Linked DNA regions of Zea mays: region 1 is linked to region 2. A link is a contact called in public Hi-C data. All regions are on one chromosome and are shown on one strand. Each heading gives the region's core, a stretch centred on a gene start, on an enhancer-like site or on the middle of the called end of the contact. The rest is flanking DNA. Distances are from core to core; before and after follow the strand shown.

Region 1 (4,572 bases), core at 331-2,830, 160 kb before region 2:
GCGGTAACTTGTTCAACATCAAATGCATATTCAGTTGTCATTTCTTCTATACCAACCAGAATCAACTAGATGGTTCTTATGTGGCTGCCATTTCTCCTACATTCTCAATTCTCAAAGTACTAGTGATAGAATTCTGGAACGATAAACATGTGAGATCATCTCATATAACATGCCAAAACTTGCCTAGGTGCACAACGATCAAAAAACTTTTTCAGTTGTTGGAGAAAGACGATAGCCAGTTGCAATAAGATCATTGATCATAGAGATCAAACTGACCAACTTACATGCAAGTACTCTATCTAATAGGAAATTAATGTTTTTACCAGCAACAAAAAAATGCGTCCCCCCCTCCAGTAATCCGAACATATGGATAGATGCATTTGCAAAGAAGCATTAGCCATGAAGAAAATCGTTGCCAGTTCGTTATAAACATTTTGAATGCCTTGGTGGCTTCGCACTGCTTGTTAATTTCAGTACACCGAGACACAAACTTACCGGCCAGAGGCTTGGCGCGAGATGATTCCACGGCGACACCAGGGACTAGCGTGGTGTCATCAAGCTCGAACCCCAGCAGTTCCAAATCCAGCCCCGCACCGAATGCGTACCTCCTCTCCAGTGACTCCACCTCCTCTCTCACAGCTGCACAGCACGAACAATCAGGAGAAGCTCGCTCCGCTCAAGGCCTCGTCAATGGCTTAACAACCAAGGCTAATCGCCGTGGCAGATCGAGCTACTGACCGGAGAACGGGAGCTGCACGAACGCCCACTTGTCGCCGAAGAGGTTCTCGGGGAGCGTGGTGGGGAACGGGTTGTCGAGCGCGAGCAGCGGCCGGGTGCCGGCCTGGAACCCCGGGTGGCGGCTGTACACCACCTCGTACCGCTCCTCAAGCCACAGCAGCAGCGACACGCACCGCCGGCTCGGCACGGCCTTCACGCCCAGATCGCCGCAGGCGCGGGTGATGATGGTCTGCATCTGGGACCGGAAGAAGCGGACGCGGTCGGGCATGGGCACGCCCAGCGCCTCGGACACGGAGGCCAGAGCGTCGCGGAGCGTCACGCTGTTGATGGCGTTGTTGGGGAAGTAGCGCGTGAACTGGAGCGACAGCGTGGCGTCGCACACCACGAGCTCCCACACCTTCTTGCCCCGCGCGTCCAGGATGGGCCGCGAGCAGAAGTCCAGCTCCCACTCCCGGATCGACTCAGGGTCCACGTCAGGGTCCAGGTAGCACACCTCCGCCTGCGGGTCCACCTTGTTCTCGGCCTCCACTTCTTCGTCGGCGATGTCAGCCGCAGCGGATGCCTCGGTGGAGCTCTCGGAGGAGATGGACCGGCACCGGCGCGGCGACCGCGGCGACGGGCTAGCCGGGACAATCATGCGGCGGGCTGGAGTGACGGGGCGCGCGGAGAGGGAGACCGACGTGGTGGCTCGCCCTGGCGGGTTGGGAAGGGGGAGGCTCCGACGCAGCGCGAGGCCATGCCCGGCGACGATGGCGGTGGCGGTCGTCATGCCGCGCGCGGGCACCCACGGCCACACGCAGAAGCTAACGCTAGAGAGATGGCGGTAGCATAAACCAGTTCACCGCTCCACCTCCACACGCCCCAAGCAGGCAAGCAGTGTGATGTGTGATACCGTGATCTCATTGTTCCGCTTGGCCCGTGGGCCGACCCAATACCATGAAGAAGCCCATCTAACGGTGAGGAAACAAGATAAAGTCGACATGGTTGATTTTATAAAGAAAGAAAAACGAAAAACGAAAAACTAGAGGGTGGAGGACAACGGTGTCCAGCAAAAGAGAGAGAAGAGGAGGGGAGGAGGTGGAAGTAGCAAGAATGGCGTGCTCCACCAATCTCTGCTTCTCGGCGTCGATTCCTCCTCTTCCAGCCTCTTCTTCTTCTTCTGTCTCCTCCCCCTTCCTCACGGTGGAGCGTGTGTCCTATGTTCCGTCCTTGTCCAGGTATGCTCTTGTTTCTTCTTGCCCTGCCTGCCTCCATTGATGCAGTATTGTTCTTGGCCAGCTTTTTTAAGCTGGTACTCTCGGTTTTGTTGGTTTTCTTATTTTTACCATTAATTATGTTTTTTTCAGTTTTGCCATCATGTTTTATAGCACTAGAAGAGTAAAATTAAAAAAAAACATAAATAAGGATAAAAATGAGGACACCAGCAAAACCAGGGCACTACCTTAAAAAACCATTTATTAAAGCTTTCTCAAATTCCAGAATTTAGTTACTCCATGATGTTATATACGGTGTATTATTTTTCCTTGTTAGATGAGAATTTTGCGTTGTTGTTCCTGAAGCCAACACGAATACCGTTTTGTGTTATTTTGTATTCTGTGCAAACTTGTGGTTTACCTAACTGCTATAAGTATTCAAGAATATTTGGTTGGAACTTGGAACCAGTTTACAAGTTCAAAACCTATTCGACTTTTTGTACTACTGCTAAACGGTTCAACTTCTTCATTTGGGCTGGAAAGACCCAAGAGACCAGTACTTTTGAATTAATATCAGTTGATTTTATTTAGTTTACTAATAATAGCTAATTTTGGTTGTGGTTAATGGCATCGATAGTACTTAATTAACTGACGTCTGAGTTATATGTTTTTTCTCTCATAGGTGGACAATCCGATACAAGCAATTGGGGCATGCATATCAGAGAAGCCACGTTCTGGCCTTTGCTAGTGCAGATGTATGCATCAGGCATTTCGAGTAGGCCATCTATTTTTTAGGGTTGGTAGGATTATGACATATAATAATGTTTATTGAACATAACTTTATGTGCTTTTGAATTTTTTTAGAAGTTTAAGTTCAATTTCTTAGGCCTATATCCCAACCAGGATACCGTTATTCCTTAGTACTCTTTACTTTATGCATTATACTAACCCAGGTCCTGGAGAAAGTTATTCAACTTTCTTTAGTGCCAGTTGCTGCATTCTTATTCTGTATAATACATTCTCTCTTGGTAGCTATATTGTTTTTTTAATGAATCAGGCATCACAGGGTAAAAGAAGCTCAGGTGAGAATGTTGTGATGGTTGATCCACTGGAAGCTAAGCGTCTAGCTGCTAAACAAATGCAAGAAATTAGGGCCAAAGAAAAGCTGAAGGTGCATTGCAGCTGTATTGGAGTGTATCATTCCTTAGATTAAATCAATCTTATATGCTAAAGGAAGAAAACTTCATGATAAGGAAAGGAGGAAAACATTTATCTTTTTTTTTTTGGACCAATAGTTGGTGATGAATCATTGTTTCAGATAACTGGAGACAGAACTAGGCTTTTACCTGTTCATGTTGTCCTGCGAGTTCTCCAATTCTAATTTATTTATTTATTGTGTGGGTACAAACTTGATTGCATGTTCTTCAGTTGAGGCATCTAATTAACTGCAAAAGGATATTCAACTTAATATTACCTAGTGGCTGTAAATTGCAGTAATGTTCACATGGGCATTTATATTATTATTTAAAAAAAACTCTACCAGCAGGGGAAATTATAGGGAACATATCCTGTGTTCATGGAGCTCTTGTGCTCATATGAGCACTTTAAATCTGGTGCGTTCATTTCTCATCCAGAAGGTGAGGGCAGCAGTGGCACACAGAGACAGACGGCGCGGCGCAACAAGGGTGGTCAAGAGTGGCACACACTAGAAAATGTCTATTCACACTTGGATGAGAAATGAAGGCACCAGATTTAAAGTGCATATGAGCACAAGAGCTCCATGAGCACAGGATACGTCAAATTTGACCCAAATCACTGCTCTGTTTTGCAGAGGCGCAGTCAAGCAGAAGCTATCAATGGGCCATTGGCAATGATAGGACTGACTGCTGGATTGATAGTGGAAGCTCAGACAGGAAAAGGCATCTTAGGGCAGGTACTTAAACTGAATGTAGGAGAAATTCGGTTTATATACAAACTTTTATCATAACCAATAACATGACTTGGGAAATGTTAATAATGGGCAACAGTGGCGTCGGATGCTAGACAATTATTTACTTAGAAACCAGAATGTTAATTACAGTTTTTGTGCTACTAATATGTGCTCGCGTGCTTATGCATTTGTGCAGCTAGCTGGATATCTGACGGCTATTTCTAGTTTATTTGGACAATAATAGTGGGCCATCTTTGGAGATTTATTTTTTCACGTTCCTTGGCCAGGAGAGCTCTTATCTGTTGCATCCACCCAATTTTTGTGGGGGAGTTAATCCGAGCCCAGACTTGTATGTTTATCAAGCACGCATGGGCTGAACATTAATTATACATGTAACGGGGTCGTTCTATGTAGCCCAACCATTTCTGATGATAGAACCTGCTAAAGAGCAGTTCTTCATCATACTTAAATGTGAAATGTTAAGTCTTTGAGAACTCTCCTTTTTGCCCAAACCATTGAGCCTGTAACATGTCGATTGGACTCAGAAGTCTCTGACTGGTTGTTTGTATATGCAGGAGCTGATGACACCTGCAATGGAATGATGAGTCTATTGCTTCGATTTAACGTGTGATTACATATATCTTGAACTTATTATAAGCCAGTATGTCGCCTGTAGAGTGTAGACAGGTACTTTTATAATATATAATCACA
Region 2 (4,661 bases), core at 1,019-3,518:
TTATACTGTCTACCGAAGACAGACTTAGAAAAGACTTTTAAACTCGATGCCAACGTAACATGTCTCAGATCAAAGGGGAAACACAACGGAACATCTAGTAAAGAATTTTCTCCAAGTCCGTTTTCGCGTTGGTTAAACACCAAAGGCCTGTTTGGTTCGTGGCTAACTATGCCACACTTTGACTAAGGTTAGTCGTTTAAATTGAAGAACTAACCTTAGGCAGAAAAGTTAGGCAAAGTGTGACAAATTAGGCAGCGAACCAAACAGGCCTCAAATGCGGAAGTCTTGGCGGCCCTGAGTACTCAAGACAGAGTCTGTCATAGTCCATTCGGTCTTGGGCTTTGAACAATCTCACGTAGCTAAAAATCACTGATGCAGGGCATGTCATTGTCCATAGACTTCAAGCAGAAGTAGGGGATCAAGATGAAGAGCTCGTAGCTACGGTTGAATGGTACGGCGGGGTCCTTAGAGCAACTCCAGCTCTAAAAGACTTCCTAAATCAATAATTTAGGTAGTTAACATAAAAACTATTCTCCAACAGTTCTCTAAATGAACTTTCTAAATTTAACAACTTGTCATCTAACCTTATTTTCTCTCTACATTTGGCAACCTTTAAACAACTCCCTAAACAAAAATGTTGACTGCATTATATAGTTTTTGTGACTTATTTTTTATGTGGATAAATACAAAACAAAATTACAACCTATATTTAGAGAACTACTGGAGAACTCACATTTTTTTACTTCAAAAACCATTTAGTAACTTCTTAAATCTGTGATTTAGAGAGCTAAAATTTACATAACTGTTGGAGTTGCTCTTAGAGGCGATGAAACATCGGCGGTGCAAAAATGATCGTATATATTTTAAAATTTTATAGAAAAAATATTTTTTAAAAATGAATCTACATGATCATTTCGGGAAGCACAATTACTTGTTACGCCGCTGTGTCTGCAGTGCGACACGACACGGAGGTCCGACGGACGCCGGATACGACCGCGACGGTGACACTGACAGCGCCCGGCCCCGGCCGGCCCAAGCGTCTCCTTCACACGTAGCCCAAGCGCGTCCCGGTCGGCCCAAGTGGCGCGTCCCGGTTGGGCGCCGGGACGATCGCGCTATCCCCTGCGGATACGGGGTTGACAGGTCAGCCGGTGGCCCTCCCCGCCGGGCGCCGGGCAATTCACGAGCGAGATCTGGATCCTTGGGCATCTATCTGCCTGCTGCTGTCTGTCCGTCTCTTTCTCTTCCACACCGATAAAAAAAAAGGTGCTTTAAAATGGTCGCCTGAACCGCAAGTGCGTGCTTCTGTGTGCCGCTCCCACTACCCACCAGCACAGATACAAGCATAGCTTGCGTCACATAAAATAGGTTTGCCACGAGACGCAAGTGTGCCATTGTTAGCAAGTACAAGCACGCCTTTGCTTTTGTGCTCTAGTAGCACACGAGGCTAACAATCCACGCAAGTAATAGAAAATTAATGTCACGGTGCTGCTTTTACTCTTCATTCAGAACGAATGTATGAGCGGTGGTGTTGATACCACTTCTACTCTTTAGTTAGAACTCGAATGTATGAGTAGTGGCTACAGTAACAATGGTGATGACCACTGCTCACGCCAACAAACGGGAACAACCAAGACAGGTTCTAGTTTACTCCTCTCTCTTACTATCCATTGCCAACTTTGCAACTCCCAGTTTCGACTGGATGGTTCTTTAAGCTACTAGAAATTCCGGTATCAACCGTACCATGTCTAACAAAGGGGACAGTTAGGCGTACCACTGATCCGATAACGACTGTTGAGTGCTGAGATGGAAGACATGAGCAAGCTGAAGAATCGGCTGATCCAGAAACCAATAATAAACAGCTATCGGCTCCGATCGAGTACGCGTATGCCGGCACCAGACACAAAAAAAGAGACATGCTTATCTGAAAGCTACCCGGTTTTTATCTGTTCAGGGAAAGAACGCCCCAAACGCAGTTCCTATCAGAAATCAAGATAGCTGATGATAAGACTGACCGGCTCGGAGGTCAGACGCAGAGCGAGTGAGCAAAGTGGAGGCCGTATCTTTTATCCGGACCGCACGAATACCCGATTTGGCACGTTCACGTCGGCGACTGCGACTGCTTGTCACCTTGTCTTTGTCTGCTTCAGTTGTTCAAAATGCAGCCACGGCTCTGCTGAATTGAATGAAAAAACAATATTCTTTGCGTGGAGGGAGGCCTCTCGCAGCCCAAGTACCTCCGAGATCGGCCCCATAGAAAGCAGGCCGTTTTGGAAGGAGTTATGGGCCGGGCCGGTAGAAAACTACACGGAGAAAGCCGCCGCCGCCGCTCCTTCACCCGCGCCAGCGCTGCTGCTAAAACCTCCCGACTAAACCCTAGCAGCGGTTCCTCTCCAGTCTCCAGCAGTCCAGCTCGATCGCGATCGGAGGCCAGAAATCCATGGCCGCTCCCGCCGCCGCGCCGCTCGACGAGGGCAAGGCGAAGAAAGTCCTTCGCCAGGTTCGCGATCCCCGCCTCGTTGCTCCAGATGCGCAGCTTTTTTTTTCCGCCACCATGCGATTCCTCTGAAAAGTACGTATCTGATTCGGTTGCCCCAGGTCGAGTTCTACTTCAGCGACAGCAACCTCCCCCGCGATAAGTTCCTGCGGGAGACGGTCGAGCAGAGCGATGACGGATGTAATGCCCAACCGCCCCATCTCCCTGCTGTTCGGTTTGTTTGTTTCCGTGGGCGAGCTGCTGAATTCTCTGTTGTTTTGTGCCGCAGTGGTGAGCTTGCCCTTGATATGCTCCTTCTCGCGGATGAAGTCCCACCTGGGGCTGGACGCAGATGTCAAGCCCGAGACTGTGCCGGAGGAGACCGTGCTTGCGGTTGCTGAGGTGCTCCGGCCTTCTCCTGCCCTCCGCGTATCGGAGGATGGTAAGCCAATTCCTGCCCTTCCCTCACCTTTTTTCAGGAACTTTGGTTTAGTTGTGTCACGTGCTGAACACGTGACAACCCGAGCTTTGTTTCAGATATTTCTATGTCTCTCAATTTAGTTGACATTTTAGATTGTCCTATTCTACATTAAAAATAGCTACAAATCTAGATCCCTTGGGCTTAAATTGTGAACAAGTTGTGTCTAGCACTCGTATGTACGACCAGCAGATGTTAATATGTTGCCTTGCCTTGGCTTGCACTTGATTTGGATCTCTCGGTCTCTCCTTTATCAATACTTTACTGGGAAGCAATTTTTATTACGAACTTCTATTGTAAGTCAAGAGTCATAGTTCTTATAACGAATAGTTGATTTAAGAGGTGGGTTGGAATGAATCTGAGTTGGTTCACTTCTACTGTACTTCGATTGCAGGAAAGAAGATTGGTAGAGCTAGTGAACTCTTGAAGCCAGATGAGATCATAGAACAAGTAGACTCTAGGACTATTGCTGTATCTCCGCTGCCTTGCAATGTAAAGCAGGAAGACGTCCAATCTTTTTTCACAAATTATGCAAAGGTATGTTGTATCTATTTTTCTTTCAAATACTATAGTTAATGTGCTACTGGCTGGTTACGAAATGGATTGAAATAGAAATCTGATACTACCTCCGTTCTTAAATATATGACGCTGTTGACTTTTTGTTTGAAAACTTTGACTACTCGTCTTATTCAGAAAAAAATGTGAATTATCATTTACTTTGTTATGATTTGTTTTATCACTTGAGGTTGTTTGATCATGACTCGAAATTTTACATTCTTGAATAAATATTTTGAATAAGACGAGTGGTCAAAGTTTTCAAAAAATTCAATGGCGTCATATATTTAAGAACGGAGGGAGTATATAATAATGAACTGCATATATTTCATTCATTTTTTTTAATATGGCAGGTCAAGATTTTTAACTTGTAATAAATAAACAACAGCATTGCGAACAGCCTAAGAATAGATAAATATAACTATCTGTTCTGCTCTGCTGTTCTATTAGTGTTCTTTTGTAGTATGATTTGCTTCTAATGTGAAAGATATCTGGAGACTTCGAGAGTTATGATGCCCTTTTCAAGTTATACTGTTATTAATCTGCAATGGAAGTAGATGAATTGTGCATTCAAGTTGTGGAAATAACATAACATTTTTACATATTTCTGTATAAATTCCTAGGTAAACAGCGTGAGACTTCCACGCAATATTGCCAACAAAAAACACTTCTGTGGGACTGCTTTGGTTGAGTTTTCTGAAGAAGAGGAAGCAAAAAGAATTATGGAGACTGCTTTAGTATTTGCAGGGGCAAATCTGGAAATAAGGCCAAAGTAAGCCACTTTCCTATTTGTACATACAAAACACTTGCTGGTTAATGTCGTCATAAAATGATATAGCTTCCTGCTGTTGGGAAATTGGTCTCCTTTCTTTTTAGTGTCATTTAAATATATTATGATAAAGTAACCATTTTTATATTTTTTGAATGTAATTGAGCATCTTTATTTACACAGACTACCTGTTTGATTTGTTCACATGTTTGGTATTTTAACTCAGTGGTGTCTTCGATATTTTGACTGTTCCTTGCCTGAATTATGAAGGAAGGAGTTTGATGCTGAGCAAAAGTCCAAAAAAGAAGCATATGAAAAGACACACCTTAAAAAGGACAACCAGTATGAAGGGTGAGTATCTGTATCGTACAGCCTATCTGGCC

The links. Hi-C and Micro-C count contacts between places; a contact is called where the count stands out from the background.
Region 1: a contact with region 2 is called in a Hi-C map of tassel, with 4 times the contacts expected there. The contact joins the promoter of LOC100284484 here to the promoter of LOC103627401 in region 2. A contact is called at or near these places in 12 of 25 Hi-C or Micro-C datasets (bundle sheath, ear, endosperm and 4 more) and 2 of 3 datasets of contacts at active chromatin or transcription factors (leaf and seedling).

Annotation. Positions count from the first base shown.
Region 1 is chr5:187,235,389-187,239,960 of Zm-B73-REFERENCE-NAM-5.0, reverse strand. LOC100284484 (tab2 protein) reads right to left here and starts at 1,580. Exons shown (of 3, transcript NM_001157379.2): 1 at 739-1,580; 2 at 496-639. The coding sequence starts at 1,507. It overlaps LOC100278609, which reads left to right and starts at 1,741. Exons shown (of 5, transcript NM_001372462.1): 1 at 1,741-1,955; 2 at 2,614-2,686; 3 at 2,998-3,102; 4 at 3,763-3,864; 5 at 4,437-4,572. The coding sequence starts at 1,831. The coding sequence ends at 4,463.
Region 2 is chr5:187,071,119-187,075,779 of Zm-B73-REFERENCE-NAM-5.0, reverse strand. LOC103627401 (la protein 1) reads left to right here and starts at 2,268. Exons shown (of 10, transcript XM_008647691.2): 1 at 2,268-2,500; 2 at 2,599-2,677; 3 at 2,766-2,918; 4 at 3,349-3,491; 5 at 4,133-4,281; 6 at 4,549-4,629. The coding sequence starts at 2,441.